2 separate regions of the Sus scrofa genome follow, and region 2 is linked to region 1. A link is a contact called in public HiChIP or PLAC-seq data. All regions are on one chromosome and are shown on one strand. The core of a region is the stretch at or near the end of the contact, and the rest is flanking DNA. Distances in the headings are between cores, read along the strand shown.

Region 1 (7,961 bases), core at 1,643-4,142:
AAGAAAACAAGACCTCCATTTCCTGCATCAGCCTATCCCCTGGGAATGGAGAAGCTAGTAAGAGAGGCCCTTCTGAGGTTGCTTCACATTAGTAAGACTTTTCGACAAAACAGTTGTCCATATAACTCTCCTCAAAGTAAAGGTTACCCATGAGGGAAGAGGAGGGGCGGCCAGCATTCTAGGTGCCGCTGGGGAAGGTGCAGACCTGCCAGTCTCTGCATCAGTCCCTCTGGAGCAGGGCCCAGGTGGGCGGCTGGCAGGAGGGCTGGCTGGTGCTCAGGTTATGAGAGATGAGCCAGGGCCTTCCCTGCCAGAGGCTTACCCAGCCCCCGCTCGGAAACGCAGAGGCAGATCTGAGCACCCACAGCCCCATCCACACCCCAAAGCCAGGAAGCACCGGGAAGACACTCTGAGCCTCTTCTCAGGCCAACCCTGCTCTGGTCCTCGGTATTGAAAACCTACAAAGACCTCACTGAATACAAACACACGGATCCCTGCTCAAACACAGGAGGACATCGCAGAATGAACACAGAGGAACATGACCCCTACACACACACACACACACACACACACGCACACGCACACTCACACGCACACGCACTCGTTCCTCCTCCTCCCTGCCCGCCCCACTTCTGGCCCCAACATACAGCCTCTGGGGCCTGCAGGGCCCCCTCTGCCAGGACGCTCTCTTCCTCCATCCCTCATGCAGGGCACTGCCCAGCAGGTTCCTTCAACTTCAGCTCTGGCTCCAGCCGAGTTTGTTTGTCAGGCTGCAGGTCCCTTGGGTCATAGTCAGGGAGCCTGGAGCTCTGAAGGGTAGGGAGTGGTGCAGCCAGCCCTCTGGGGATCTCTTCACCTCCAGAAGTTGGGTAAAGGGAAACCCTGCACTCCTGGCCCCAGGGCAGCCAAGCCCAGCTCCTGAGAAGGAGGACCTGCCCCTGCCGTTCTCAGGCAGACTGAGGCTGCAGAAAAGCAAAGGAGGAGGATATGGGGCCTGGTAGGTGTGTCCTCAGGGGCAGGGGTTGGGGGGATGTCCTGGGGTAGCCTGTGGCTAAGGTCAGGCAGGGGGGCAGAGGCCGCTGCGCTGCTGGAGGGCACCTCCGCCAGCACCCACGGCTCACTCACCATCCTCCTGGCCTGTCCCAGCCTCTCTGCACCTGCGCCTAAACTTGATCTTCCCACAAGCAAATCCAGGAAACTCCTCGGCCCTCCCCTGCCACCTCCTGCCCTGTTCAAGCCCTTGTGGGCTCAAGCCCTGAGGCATTAGCAATTCCAGCATCATCCTGGCACCCAGTCCTGGGGAAGTGAAGAGAGGGCAGGTCTGGGGCAGTTAGGGCCGCGGGACTGAGGATTCCAGAGCCTAGGGCTTGCTCAGCCAGTTTGGGCCTTGCCCAACCCAACTGCCTCTCCCCGAAACTGCTCGCTGGCCTGGGGTCCCGCAGAATGTCCCTGGGAAGACGCCGTAAATCTAATGGAGGGTGGTGCCGAGGGGATGTCAAGCCAAGAGCCAGAACCCCGGGTTCTCTGTCATTCACACCCAGAAAAATCCCAGGCCTTGCCAGCAGCTTCTCTCTGCCCTTTTAGGAGCCACCCTTGTTCTCAGGCTGGAAGAACGGGAACGGTTAGTCCTCTGTGGTCTGGGGACAAGCACCACCCTCAGGGCCAGATCACAACTGGGGCTCTTTGCAAGGACACCTGGTGCCAGAGCACTTGGAGAAACTAAGGCACAGAGGAGCCGCAGACCCTGAGAAGACCCAAGAGACCAAGCCACCACCGGCCCCGGCTGCAGGCATCTGAAGGTGGGATTGCTCCCTGCTGCCGAAGGGCTGTCAGGATCAGGGTGCCTCCCACCCCCAAGAACACAGCCAAGCCTGGCCAGCTCACCTGGCCTTCCCGGCCTGTCAGTCCAGCTGTTCTGGAAAGAGAACATTTTCTTCGGGCTCTATTTGGACAGCTGCAGGGACAGTGGCGGTGAGAAGAGAACATCTGATTATTCAGAGGGAGGTGGCGCACAGGGGACAGGGCCACAGGGCCTCTGAAGAGATGGAGGCTGAGGAGCTGGAAAGCCTGGGGCCACCTTAGGGGTAGAGGCAGAGGCTGCGGTCAGCACACCCTCAGCCTCAGCAGCACTTTAGACAGAGTAGCCAGAGGGGCTTCCGGAGCCAGGCCCGGGGCCTAGGAGGAGGGAGCAGAAGGCCTGAGGCCAGGGCAGAGAATGAGTCCCTCTTTAAGGAACGTGATGGGTTACAGGGGGGGATAGGACACCTCTCAGGCCCAGCCCCAAGCCCTGTCTGGCCTCCCTCCCCGAAGGGCACACAGCCCTGACCTCGGCAGGTCCAGGGCTGACAGGTGGGGCCCCAGAAAGGAAGGCGAGGCATCAACAGGTCAAGGTCAGAGGACCCCACAATCGGTGTTCTTCCCACCCAGGGAGGCAGAAAGTGGAACCATGGCGCTTCTCCTCCCTCTTCCCACTCACCCTCCCTCTCAGTGGTCGATCTCTCTCACTGCCCTCCCCTCTCCTCCCAGCCCCTGTCCCCTTTCCAGCCACCCCATCCTGGTGTCTCCTTGTCCCCGTCTCCAACGCCTCCTGCCTGCCTCCCCGGCCCTGGTTATGTAAGGGGCCTGAGAACACACAGAGGGAGCTTTGTTGTCAAACCAAATCCATACGGAGAGCCGGGCTCAGCCAGCGCAGCTGTTCTCCATTCCCTCCGCCTTGGCAGAGTTGAGACGTCGGGCAGGAAGCCCCCACACGCCTCCATTTGGGGAGGTGGGGGCAAACACCGGTCCCAAGGCCCCCAGGCAGCTGAATGGGTGGCCAGGGATCAGTCACCACTGCGTGAGACCACAGCAGGGGACCAGCTGGCCCCCAAGACAGAGCAAAGCCTCAGTGCAAAGCCCAGAGGCGAGAGATCTGGGCTAAGAGCAGAGCTGCACAGTGAAGGCCTGGAGGGGGGCCCAGACCCATACCAGTGCACCCCCTTCTTCTGCATACATGGATACAGGCCTGTGTCTTCTCTGCCACACAACCCATGTACACACTCATTTGCACACTTATAGCGTGTGTGCGAACTCTCTCTCACACACACACTCTCGCTGTATGTGCTCACCTGGAAAGCATCTGAGCAGAAATCTCCTCCCTGCTCTGGCCAGCCTCCTCCATCCCAGCAGGTACCTTTGGGGGAAAAAGATTGTGCTCTGGAGAGAGGAGGGCAGAGGGCAGAAGTCAGAGCCCAGAGAAGCTCCACCAGCCGGCTCTTCCTTGGAGGCTCTCTGGCTCCGGGACCAGATCCCACCTTCCTGCCCAGGAAGATGGCCAAGAAGGTGCTGAGGACCCGGGAAGCTGAGCTTAAGATCAGAGCCCTCCACATTTGGGGCGGGCTCTGTCCCTTCACCAGACCCAACGGCTGGAAGAGCATCTCACTCAAAATGCTGAGGCTGCCAGCAAAAGAAAGTGCTCCTGAACCTTCACAGCCTGCAGGACACCCACCCGAAGCCCAGCCACCTCGTGAGGCAGGGCAGGGTGGAAGCCGAGGCCTGGGGAGGGGCGGGGGAGACAGGGAAGGGAAAGAAGAGGAGACAGGCATGGACGAAGAGGGATAACGGGAGGAGAGAGAACTCTAAAGGAAGGGAAAGAGGGGAGCTGGTGTTGTGGAGCAGCAGAAATGAATCTGACTAGGAACCATGAGGTTGTGGGTTCAATCTCTGGCCTCGCTCAGCAGGTTAAGGATCCCGGGTTGCCATGAGCTATGGTGTAGGTAGGTCGCAGACGCGGCTCGGATCCCATGTTGCTGTGGCTGTGGTGTAGGCCGTCAGCTACAGCTCTGATTGGATCCCTAGCCTGAAAACCTCCATATACCCCACGTGCGCCCCTAAAAAGACAAAAAAGACAAAAAAAAATAAATAAAGGAAGGGAAAGAGGACCCAGTGTGGAGAGAAGGGCCCACACAGCCTCTGAGCTAGCTCCCCTCCACGAACCCCCCAGCAGCCCTCACACACCCTCTCAGTGAGGGACAGCAGGTCAAGGAAAAGCAGGACAGGGAGGGAGGGGCGTTTCCAGAGCACTGGCCCCACCCCACCCAGTCCCACTGTCAGCCCCGCCCCGGGGGTTTCAGCCTCAACAATCCCAGATATTTAGAACCTGGAGGACAAACCAGGGCCTCAGAGAAGGGACAGATGAGGGCAGAGGTGGGATGGAGCTCCAGAGAGGTCCAGGGCTGCTCCTGAGGTAGCCCCTGACTGGGGTAGGGTCGCTCTGTGACCCTAAACAGCAAGGTATTTTTCTGAATCCCAGCACCCTCCTTTGCAAAAGGAAAGAGCTACTACAGGATACTGTGCGCGGTGCTGGGTGCTGGGGATTCAACGGGAGTAAGATAGTGGCAGGTCCTACGCTACAGTCTAAACATCAGCCCAGACCTCTGAGCGACCCACACTGCCAGCCTGTACATGGCTATCATCCATGATCCCAGGAGCCTCAGCAGATGCTATTAGTCCAACTGTCAGATGGAGAATCTGATGGCGAACCAAAGCCCCAGACCTGCCTGAGGCCACACAGCTGGGAGCAGACAGAGGCAACAAAGTCCACCTGCCTGGGTTGCTGGCCAGGGAGGAAGGCACTCTTCCATCTCTGGGCCCTGCCCTGAATCACAGAAAGCCCACCACTGGGCATTTATAGGGCTGGACCCCGGGCGCTGAGATGTTATCTGAAACATTCACAAGTGTGAGTTGCTCAGAGGAGAAACAGAGGCTCTGTCGGATCCAAGGCTGTGCAGCCTGGGAAAGCACACAATCCACCCGTCTCAGAGCCCTGCCCTCCCAGCCCCATCTGAGCCCCTCTGGGCCCATGGGGAACAGGGTCCCCTGATGTCACAAGTTAGTACCTGTCGGGGGAGAGTGGAGGGAACAGGGGAAGTGACAAGTGTACATGGCCATCAAAGAGGCCTCAGAGCAGGCCCATGCAGGATGCTGAAGACATCTGCCATGTAGAAAGCGGGCTGCCAACTGGGCCCAAGCCACTGTCAGGGGACAGTGGGAGCAGAGGCGAGGAGCTGAAAACACATGGCTGGGGAAGTAAGAACAGTCCTACTGGAACCCAATGGGGGTTTTCAAATGGAAAAAAAAAAAAAAAAGTTTGTCTGTACTCACAGCAAGTGGAAGTTTCTGGGCCGGGGATAAAACCTGCTCTATAGCAAGACCCAAGTCACAGTAGTGGCAACACCAGATCCACACCAGGGAATACCCAAATAAAAATATTTTTAAGCCAAGACACCCTTTGTCCCACTTTCAAATGAAATCTTATGTGTAAGATATGGCACAAACAATCTATCTACAAAACAGAAACAGATCATGGACATGGAGGGCAGACTTGTGTTTGCCAGGGGAGGCGGGGAGGGAGGGGGACGGTGGGGGACTTTGGGGTTGGTAGATGCAGACAGTTACATTTAGAACAGACAGATGATGGGGTCCTGCTGTACAGCACAGGGAACTCTATCCAGTCTCTTGTGTTAGAACATGATGGAAAATGGAAAAAAAAAAACAAAAAACAAAAAACAAAAACAAAAACAAAAAACAACCAACATGTATGTATGGGTGGCTGGGTCACTTTTCTGTACAGAAGAAATTGTAGGAACATTGTAAATCAGCTATACCTTAATGAAAAAAAAATTTTTTTAAAAAGAGGAGTTCCCCTTGTTGCTCGGCTGTAAAGCATCCATAAGGATGTGGGTTCGATCCCTGGCCTTGCTCAGTGGGTTAAGGATCTGGCATTGCCATGAGCTACAGTGGAGGTCAAAGATGTGGCTCAGATCTGGCATGGCTATGGCTGTGGTGTACGCTGGCAGCTATAGCTCTGATTTGACCCCTAGCCTGGGAACTAACACATGCTGCAGGTGCGGCCCTAAAAAAAAAAGAAAAGAAAAACATTTTATGTGGAAAATCACCATGCAGTGGAAGAAGGAAACTGTTTGGGTTGAAGCAAGGCCAGGGGCAACCCACCCCGACTCCTGAGTTTTCCCCACTCCTGAAATGACACCTGAAAGGGTTCCACCCCGGGGGGTGCTTTTCTTGGACCCAAATAAAGAGAGAGCTGACATAGGGACAGCAGGGAATGTTAGGATCAGGCTGTGCAAAGTCCTGAAGGCTGGGCTGAGGAGGAAGGACAGGGGCGGGAATGTGATCAGCTGGCCCAGGATGGGGAATGGGGGGAGGCCCTCGGGGGAGGGGGGGCAGACTCCTGCCCCCCCCACCCCCACCCCCCAGGTCTCCTGCCTGCCTCTGTGGTGTCTGAATGGGCTGCAGGGCCAGGCCCTTGGACAAAGAGCTCAGCTGTCAAAAGGGAAACTCTTCTCCCTTTGCCCCAAGAAAAGAGGGAAAAGCGAAGCAGGGGCACAGTGAGGACAAGGTCAGAATACTCGACCTCCATCCTCCATCCACTCATCATACAAATATTTACTAAGCACTTATTATTTGCTAGACATCATGTCAGGCATGAAGAACACGGCAACAAACATGAGAGCTTCCGGGAGGTTATACAAACCCCTAAAATCTCAGGGAAGAAAAAGCCTTGCAAGTTTTCAAACCCATCCCACACCACAAATGTGCCCTCCAATGCCTGCAACACCTCTGCACCATCCCCGTCAAGGTCATGGGTCCAAGCTTGAACATGTTCGGCAATACGGCACTTGCCCCCTCCAGAAGCAGAGGTCTGCTCCTGAAACCTCCAGATGACCACACTGAGGACCTGGGTCCCTCCCCACCCAGCCGAGGCCGAGGCACACACCACTACATGTGCACGTTTCATCTTCTATCACAACAAAATGTGAAGCTCATCTCTAGTTCTGCTATTTCTGTATCAACTACTCTCACTTGCCCAGATGTCCTGGGTCCCTCGGTCTCTGCCACCACCTGTCTCCTGCTTTGCTCCCTTCCCATGACCCTTGAGCCATGGGTTCCCAGGGTGGGCCCCTGCTGGCTCCTACATCTCTCCCACTGTCCCCTCCTGACCCAGCCTCCCTCCTCCTGACCTGAGCGACCTCTAAGGGGCACAGGGGAAGCAGGTCTTCGAGGGGCCTCTCTGGCCTTGAGCCAGGACGGGGGCCAGGAGAGCCCAGGAGCAAAGATGCTGCAGCCTGGCGGGAATCTGGGGAGGCCAGACGCCAGGAGCAGCCACCTTGGCAGGGTCCCCCGGGCTCAGACCCCTTGGGACTCCTCCCCTTCCCCATGTGTCACTGCGGTGGTAGATGAGGTCTTGCAGCCTTGTGGGCAGCAGCCGGGGAGCTGCATTTTCAAGGAAGAGGAACCAGCGGACAGGCCAGATGGAAGCAATTACCGGCGGGAAAGTGGGAGAGGTGGGGGCTGGCAAGGGCTCGGAGGGGCCGCAGCGGGGAGGAAGGAAGGCGAACAGGCCCTGCCCAGCTGAGAGGAGCCCGGGGCCTGGACTCGGGGGACAGGGAGCCAGGAACAGCAGGGCCAGATGTGGGGCTCAGGGTCGCACAGAGCTCTGGGCTGGGCATTAGGAGGACTGTGTTCCCCTTTGTCACCAACATCCTGTGGCCTTGAGCAAACCCTTTCACACCTCTGAGCCTCGGCCTCTTCAAGGGTCACAGGACGGAGTAAGACGAGCTTGAGCAGCCGAAGAGAACAGGGCTGAAAAGTGCAGGTTTTGGAAACAGGCCTAGGTGTGAGTCCCAGGTCGGCTGATTAGGAGCTGTGTGACCTTGGCCAAGTGGTTCAATTTCTCTGAGCCTCCACATCTTCAATTACAAACGGGCTTAATGAAAGGGTTATGTGCACTTACACGAAGGGATGAAAATAAGTGGATAGCATTTTTTCTTAAGGTTTACTCATCCAGACTATTTATTTTATTTTACTTTATTTTATTTTATTATTTTAGGGCCACACCTACAGTATATGGAAGTTCCCAGGCTAGGGGTCCAATCGGAGCTGTAGCTGCCAGCCTACACCAC
Region 2 (7,961 bases), core at 3,704-6,203, 87 kb before region 1:
GGCCACCCTCTCGTGGACATAGAACGTGGGGGGACAGAGAGGGAGGAAGGACAGGCAGACAAGGCAGGAGACCAGCCCCGGGGAACAGCAGGGTCTTCACCCCATGTCTCGTGAGGATGGGGCAGGGGAAATGGAGAGAGACCTCTGTGTCCCCAAGGAGACAGAGCACCAGACATTTAAGCCCCAGGCACCCTCACACCATCTTTCAAGGAAATGAGCCCAGTCTGCTTGGAGAACAAATAACATGTATACAACACTGGACCATTTATTAAGTGTTTGCCCACTTTGGGTCTCACTTGATCCTGGCAGCTACACAGCAAGTCTGGGTTTATTATATTTTCTATTTTACTAATGGGGGAACTGAGGCACAGAGAGGCTGAGAAACGCCCATGGCCACAAGCTAGTAAATGTAGGATTCGGCGTTCGAATCAAAGCTGCCTGACCTTCAAGTGGGCAAAGGAAAGGGAAAGTGACAAGTGGGGAAACAATTGCAAGTGATTCTTATCCACAAGAATAAATTGTTAAGAAGTGATGGAGAATGAGGCAGGCGAGGTTGGCAGGAACCAAGAAGTTCAGACTTTATCTGGATGGACCTGTGAAAGATTTGAAGACAAAGGAATGCTAGATAGTTGGCAGATGGTGAGTGAATGAACAATTGAATGGCTGGATGAATGACCGAACTTTTGTCAAGATCACCCTGGGAGAGTGTGGAGGTTGGGGGAGAGGGTATTAGGTATTGTGACCCAAGCAAGAAATGATGAGGACATGAGCTGGGGGGAAGACTATTAAGGAAGGAAAAGGAGAGGCAAATTCAAGAGAGATTTCAGAGCTTTAGCCAGGATAGTTAGCAATGCCAGATGAAGGAGACTAGAACCCAGAAAGACATGCGGACTTTTGGCTTCAGTAATTGAATGGTGGTGCCATTCCCCACAATACAGGTTTTGCCTGTTTGGGACTTACCAGCATGCAGATGTTGGCCAAGTGCGTCTCCGTGGGTAGGATAGAGAATACCTTATGCCAGGAAAAGCACACCCTGGGGAAGACCACCAGTTACAGCAGCAGCCAGAGAGAATGGGAGAAAGCCAGAAGAGAGCCCTGGAGGCCAACTTAGAATTTCTCTATTCCCCACCCAGTCTTATTTCTCTTTAGTATGTACCAACACCCATCACTGTGCTATGCACGTGTCCATTTATTGTCTGTCTCTCAACTAGAATGTAAACTCACTGGGGGGAGATTTTTATGTCCTTAGTGCTTTGACTAGGGCCTGGCACATCGTAGGCACTCAATACGGATTTTCTGAAAGCATGTTGAGCTGGAAGTGAGAAGCACACCCTTAAAAACTGGCACATGCCAGTCCTGTATTTACAAGACAGTTCTGCGCATTGGCAATTATGTGCAGTTCTGCACTTTGGCCATTAGGTGGTGCATCGATGTGCGCGAGGAAGCTGGAGCCTGGAATGACACCGGGGCCAAGAACCTGACCGCAAGGCAGAATGACAAAAGTGAGAAATAGGAGGATCTGAAGGGCAAAAATCATTCCTCCGCTCCCTTAGCACACATCTCTGATCACAAACTACAAGCCCACCAATGCTTCCCCACGCCCTCTGAAATCAGGCTGGGGGATGGTAATGCAGGGTCCTAATGCCTAGGGATAAAGGGTCTGGATGAAGGCTGGAGGGTTGATGGCAAAGGCTGTGAGGTGCTGCCCCAGCTTCATAGGCAGGTGTGCGGTCTGCTGACTAGTGAGTAAACCTGCATTTAAGTTCTAACTCTACCCCTTACCTGCTGAGTAATTTGCCCTCTCTGAGCCCCAGTTTCCTAATCTATGACATAGAGATCCTAATAGCACCTATTTCAAAGGGTACTTAGAATAAAACAAGAAGGCACCTTGGCCCAGTGCCATCCACATAAACAAAACTAAGTATTATTCTTAAAAAGTAGACATTAATAATCAGAGTTCCCATTGTGGCTTACCAGGTTAAGAACCCACCTAGTATCCATGAGGATTCAGGTTGAATCCCTGTACTCATTCAGTGGTGTTGCTGCAAGCTGCAGCATAGATGTCACAGCAGATGTGGCCCAGATCTGGCATTGCTGTGGCTATGGTGTAGGCTGGAGGCTGCAGCTCCGATTCGACCGCTAGCCTGGGAACCTCCATATTATGTGGGTGTGGCCCTAAAAAGGCAAAAAAAAAAAAAAAACGTAAACATTAATAATATTTGTCTAGCCCTTTACATACCTTCATATGATAAAGGTAATTGTCACAACAACCCTGCAGGTGTCTTTATTGCCCCACTTCCCAGATAAGAGGGCTAATGTTGTCAGGTTAGGTAACTCGCCCACAATCATACAGTTTGTAAAAGGATAGACTGAAGCCAGGTTCAGCTCAACAGACACATATGGGATGTCCCCAGTCCCTGGAGCAGCAGGCTCTCGGCCTGGTGGCAACAACCAGGATGGTTGAGATTGCAGGCTAGGGGAGACAAACACCTGCGGATCATTTCCATAGAAGAGGTGAGATATAGAGACAGAAGGATACCCAGCGTGATAGAGGCTCAAAGACAAAAATCACTTGGTCCAACCAGGAGATTCCAGAAAGACCTTATGGACTGGGCAACACCTTAGCTAAATCTGGAAGAATGCCTAAGAGTGATCCAGAAAAGAAGGACTCCATCATCCCAAGTTCAAGAACCACCCTGCAACGGAACCAGTTACGAAACACATTCATCCTGGAGTCTGCCTTCAAATCCAGTATCCCATAGCAGTGCACTAGCCCAGGGAGTCACTAGCCCAGGGAGTCACGAGGTGCCAACCAAGGGACCAAGGGCCCCATAGGTGTTCTCATTGTCCACTGAGCCTTTTCTCAAAGCTCTCATCAGTTAGTAATCATCCAAGGAACCCCTGAAAGCAGTGGGGATTAGACATTAATATAGATACAAATTATCTTGGACATTAATGTAGATACAAATTATCACAGATTCAGATTCAGGAGGTCCCATGGTGGACAAGCTTCTGGGTTTCTCATAAGCTCCCTGGTGACACAGAGGCTGCAGGTCTGTCCCAGGCACACACTTTGAGTAACCAAGTTCTCTTTATCCCCTCCAGGAGGGCAGGCTGTGTCTGGTTTTACTATGTATGTTCAGACTGTGACATAGAAGAGACTGAAAGAAAGACAGGGAGGGGGAGTTCCCATTGTGGCTCAGTGGCAATGAACCCGACTAGTATCCATGACGATGCAGGTTCTATCCCTGGCCTTATTCAGTGGACTAAGGATCCGGCATTGCCATGAGCTGTGGTGTAGGTCACAGACTCAGCTTGGATCCTGTGCTGCTTTGGCTGTGGGATAGGCCAGTAGCTGTAGCCCTGATTCGACCCCTAGCCTGGGAACATCCATGTGCCGTGGGTGAGGCCCTAAAAGAAAAAAATAAATACAAAGACATGGAGGAAGAGTAAAAGGAAAGGAAGGAAAGCTGGCTCCCTGTGCACCCAGGACACGGGGAGGAAGGTTCTGAAAGTGTGGGAGGTGTTGGTTAGGATGGGCCCAGAGGCGTCCCCTGCCCCTCCAGTCAGCTCTCCCACCCCCAGCACCAACTCAGCCTGCTCCCAACCCTCCCCCACTCCCCGGGGGCCCAGGGCTGAACGCTGATGCCAGGACTAGCACCTTTCATGGCAAACCTCCTCTTTGCTCCAAGCCAGAAGCTCTCTGCCACCCTGCCGGGGATGTCCCTAACCAAGGCGCCTGGTGCTAACGAGAAATCAGGCCGAGAACCACCACCCCAAGTCCTCCCCACTCAGGCTTCCCCTCTCCAGAAATGGCAGGAAACAGCCAGGTCCCCCAGGTCCCACCATAATGAGTTCCTACACAGCTGCCCCAGCTGCCCATCCCGCCCCAATACACACTCATCTGCCACCCCCAACTCTACCCAGCACCCCCCTACACACAGCATAAAAACTGCTGGCCCCAGAAGCAAATGTCCATGACAGACCACTCATCCAGGGATCTTTCACAGATTCATTCATAAACATTCACTGAGCAGCTACTGTATGCCAGCCACGGATCTGAATAAGGCCATACTGCAGTGACCAAGACAGATAAGGTCTTTGTAAATTTTATTTTATTTGGCTTGTAGGGCTGCACCTGCGGCTTATGCAAGTTTCCAGGTTAGGGGTCGAATTGGAGCTGCAGTTGCTGGCCTACACCACAACCACAGCAACATGGGATCTAAGCTGCGTTTGCTACCTATGCCATAGCTCAGGGCAACGCCAGATCCTTACGCCACTGAACGAGACGTGGGATCAAACCCACATCCTCATGGATCCTAGTCAGGTTCTTAACCCGCTGAGCCACAACGGGACCTCCCAGGTAAGGTCTTTCTTTGTTGTCAGGGAGCCTTCTTTCCATAAGGGATGATAACAAACGAACCCAGGGATAAAGAAAAAAGAAGCGGGCTGGCGTGATGGAGAGTAATTGAGGGGCTGTTGAGCAGGGTGGCTGGGCCTCACTGAGGATGTGACATTTAAGCTGCACCGTCATTGACAGGAAGAAACTGGCAGGACAAGGACGCAGAAAAGAGCCTTCCAGACAGAAAGGCTGTGGGGGTGGGACGTGGTGAGGGTGAAATGGCTGGAACAGACCCATGTCCCAGAGGCGCGCTGGGGCCTGGGTGCAGGTGCTTGTGGGCAATGGAGAGAAGTTCACCTTACGTCCCGGGAGCATCCAGAGGCCCTTGTCCCCCCACCCCGGAGAGCTTGGAGCAGAGCAGGGACACCAGCAGACAGTGTTTTGAACTGACTGCTTGTGGAGAATGCACCGTGCATAAGGCGACCAAGACCTGGGCCTGCCCTCCACAGAGCTTGGCATCTAGGAGGTGCCCCGGAGCTATTGGGGGCCAGAGGACCACATGGCTGACCTCCCGACCGGTTCAGCTGCCACTGGTAACATGAGCTGCGTGTCCGCGCAGCTGATCTCTGTCAGCAGGTGTGTCCCATCGCCATGTCTGGAGAGCAGCCATCTAGGCTGACTGAGCATTTGGGAAATCCTGGCAGCCCAGAGGGGGCCCCTCAGGTGACCCACTGGAGTTTGGAGAAAACCCCCATCAGAACACCTGGACCTGGTACTGAGGGCATTTTCCCAGCCTCTCCGGGCAAACCCACACCAGGGTGTCAAAGGAGCTGCGCCCAGAAGCAACAAGCTGTTCCAGAAGGAAGTGGAAGGCCTCTGGGCCCAGCTCCATTCTGCTCTCTGTCCAGTTGATGTCCTGTGGGAAGGACGGTCAGGTGGTCACCCCTAGCTTTTGCTCTGGTCCAGAAATCCAAGGCTTTCTGATCAGAGGAGCACTCCTTGGTGACAGCAGTGGGGCTGGTTCTATACAACTTTTCACCACAAAAGCCCTTGTTTCTGTGAAAGGGTGTAAAGAACCCTCATGCCTAAGAAAGGACAGCTTTACCTCCCAGCTGGAGCCGGGCAGCTCTCCCTTGGCCTCCTGGCCCCTCTGTCTGTGCCTCCCTGCCTGCCCCTCCACGCCAGCCCCCTTGCCCTTGGCAGCAGAGCTGGGAGAAGGTCCTCAGGGAATCCCTTCCACACAAGGGGAGCGGGTGCCCACCCTGCCCACCTCGCCGGTGGCACCATCCGCCAGACTGGTGGCCAGAGAGGGGCAGAGCAAGGAGAAAGACCCCCAGATGGCTGCCCGGATCCCAGATGACAGGAGGGGAAACGGCAAAGAGCCAGCCACCCTGTGACTGTGGACCCCTAACTCACACGATGTGTCCCTGCCACGAGCAGCTCCGAGGAGACAGCCCCCCTACTCCTGCCAGCCCTGTCCGAGGCAGGGTGGGATCCCCGGGCTGGCTTCCAGCTCTGGGGACCAACTTTGCCTGGGATCCACACAGGTCCGCCCAGGCCTCAGTCACCCAACAGTTAATGCATTTTTTTTCCTGACTGACAACAAGACAACACCAAAACAGTCAACTATTTTTATCTCCGGATTAATCACAAAAGGCTAACGCTTCCACCTTCCCTGTGATTAAAAATTAGGAGACCAAGCTCTATAGTGGTTCGGGATAATAACCAGTCCTGGGAGGGGGGTTATGAATAATGCATCTCCAGGCTCGGGCTGTTCCAGGCTTTCTCCCCTCCTGGCCCCTCAGCTCTGGGCCCCAGTCTGAATGGAGGGGTAATGAATCACCCCCACCTCCCATCAGAGCTGCAGCTGCCAAGAGCCACTGTTGATTTCTATTCAGCCGGCTGGCCCCCAAACCTCCCCACTCCTCCCCCACCGCCCCCGCACATCAGCCCCATCCGCACCCCCTCCTACCCCATCTGGTGTGCACCGAGGCGAAGGCCGATCAATAATGCATGGTTACATGAATAACCAGCGCGATAACCACTTATTCAGGAAGATGTAATCAGGACCCATTCTGAGGGTGTGTGTGTGTGTGTGTGTGTGCGCGCATGCATGTGTGTGCCTGAGCACTCAAGCAGCACAGACCCACTCCCCTCTCCCCTCCTCTAACCCTGTATCCCAAAACACAGCACTAAAGAAGCAGGAAGGAAGGGCCTGGCCCCTCACTGCCCTCACACTTAGGAAAGGCCTCCTCTGCCTGTGATCACAGGAGGTTACGCTGAGCAAAGGCCCAGAGACAGTCCGTTCTCAAACCTGGTCACCCAGCAGAATCCTCTGGGACTTTAAAAAGCCCTGATGCTCGGGTCCACCTCCAGTGATGGGGAATTTAGCCAGTCGGGGTGTGGCCTGCAACGGGACACTTGAAATCTCTTCCAGACTGTTGTAAGATACAGCCGAGGTTGAGAACCCCTGTCTCAGGCCCCGTGAAATGTCAGTGCCAGGGGACCGGTCCAGGGGCCCTGCTGTACTTTCACCTTTTGTATCTGAGGAAATAAAACCAGGAAAAGGACGGCCTTCCTGCTTTGGCCTCTGATTTAGGGCACTTTCCCTAATCACGCCCCACTTGAGAGGCCCACACATGCCATGGCCCCGTTCTTATTCCACTCCGGACGTTTCAGATGGTTCTTTCCAGGGTCCCTGGCGCTTGGGCAAGCTCAGCCTGAGCGCCTTCATCCTGGGCGGCTGGCGAGGAGAAAGCTGCCACCACAAAGGGAGGGAACAGGAGCCCCAGCCCAGCCCTCCCTCCTGGAAGGGCTGCCCAAAGCCCCCGAGATAAAATCCCCTCCTGGCACTGTTGCACCCACCCCCATCCATGGAAAGCCCTCATTAGCTTCCCTGTGGCTCTCTGGCCGCTCAGCACCCAGGAGGCCACAGGCACTAATGACGGGGTAGAGGGCTGGCAGGGGAGGAGGGCTGCCTTTATGGTCCAGCCCACACCCACCATCTGTCTGCACCCAGGGCCCCCTAGGAGGTTGGGCAGGGTTGAATGAGGCTGACTTCCTCCCTGGGCCAGGATCCTGGCAGGGTCTGGGGGCTGATGAGAGCAACTTGGAAGCCCTGAAGGGTTTTTTTTTTTCCCCCCTCAGGAAATAGAACCTTGGGAGTTGGCACTCACTGGGCTGTTGTTCTGAACTAGGCCTCCTGGAGGCCAGGGAAGGACCAGGGAGAGCCATAGCTGAAAGTGCTGCTGCCTCAGTCCTTACTTGGCCTCAGAGTCTCCTGCAGTTTCCTGAGGAACCTGGAGGCAGGCGGAGGAGGCCCAGGGAGGGAGGGAAGCCAGGCAGGTTGTAGGAGGTGCCCTGAGGAGGTGGGAGTGGGCTAGAAAGCTGAGCTGCTAGGTCAGGCTGCCTGGAGCTACCGCCTCCCCAGCCCACAGGCACAGAAGCCTGTACAGGGCTCCGCTGGAAGGATGGACTCTCTCTGGCTGCTGGGCAAAGGACCCCAACTCCTCACGCAGTGAACCCTTCATCCTTTCACTGAGCAAACATGCAGTTCAGCCCTCCCCAAGACTCCCGAGCTGACAGGCCAGCCTCTCCCAGGGGAGGAATATCTGCCTGG

The links. HiChIP or PLAC-seq counts read pairs in DNA pulled down with a chosen protein or histone mark.
Region 2: a contact with region 1 is called in an H3K27ac HiChIP or PLAC-seq map of skeletal muscle. The contact joins two enhancer-like sites. A contact is called at or near these places in 1 of 5 promoter capture datasets (liver), 2 of 47 Hi-C or Micro-C datasets (embryonic fibroblasts and epiblast stem cells) and 1 of 2 datasets of contacts at active chromatin or transcription factors (skeletal muscle).

What each region holds. Positions count from the first base shown.
Region 1 is chr9:53,449,287-53,457,247 of Sscrofa11.1, reverse strand. It overlaps a transcript of ST3GAL4 not described here. Among named protein-coding and RNA genes, the nearest start is that of ST3GAL4, 22 kb to the left of the region's middle. Within about 2 kb of position 2,892, at least 25 of the 83 cell types and tissues checked have an H3K27ac peak or open chromatin away from gene starts, as enhancers often do. A contact at or near this core is called in skeletal muscle, where this site is marked.
Region 2 is chr9:53,538,838-53,546,798 of Sscrofa11.1, reverse strand. The region is part of intron 5 of KIRREL3 (kin of IRRE-like protein 3); the gene reads left to right. Among named protein-coding and RNA genes, the nearest start is that of ST3GAL4, 67 kb to the right of the region's middle. Within about 2 kb of position 4,953, at least 7 of the 83 cell types and tissues checked have an H3K27ac peak or open chromatin away from gene starts, as enhancers often do. A contact at or near this core is called in skeletal muscle, where this site is marked.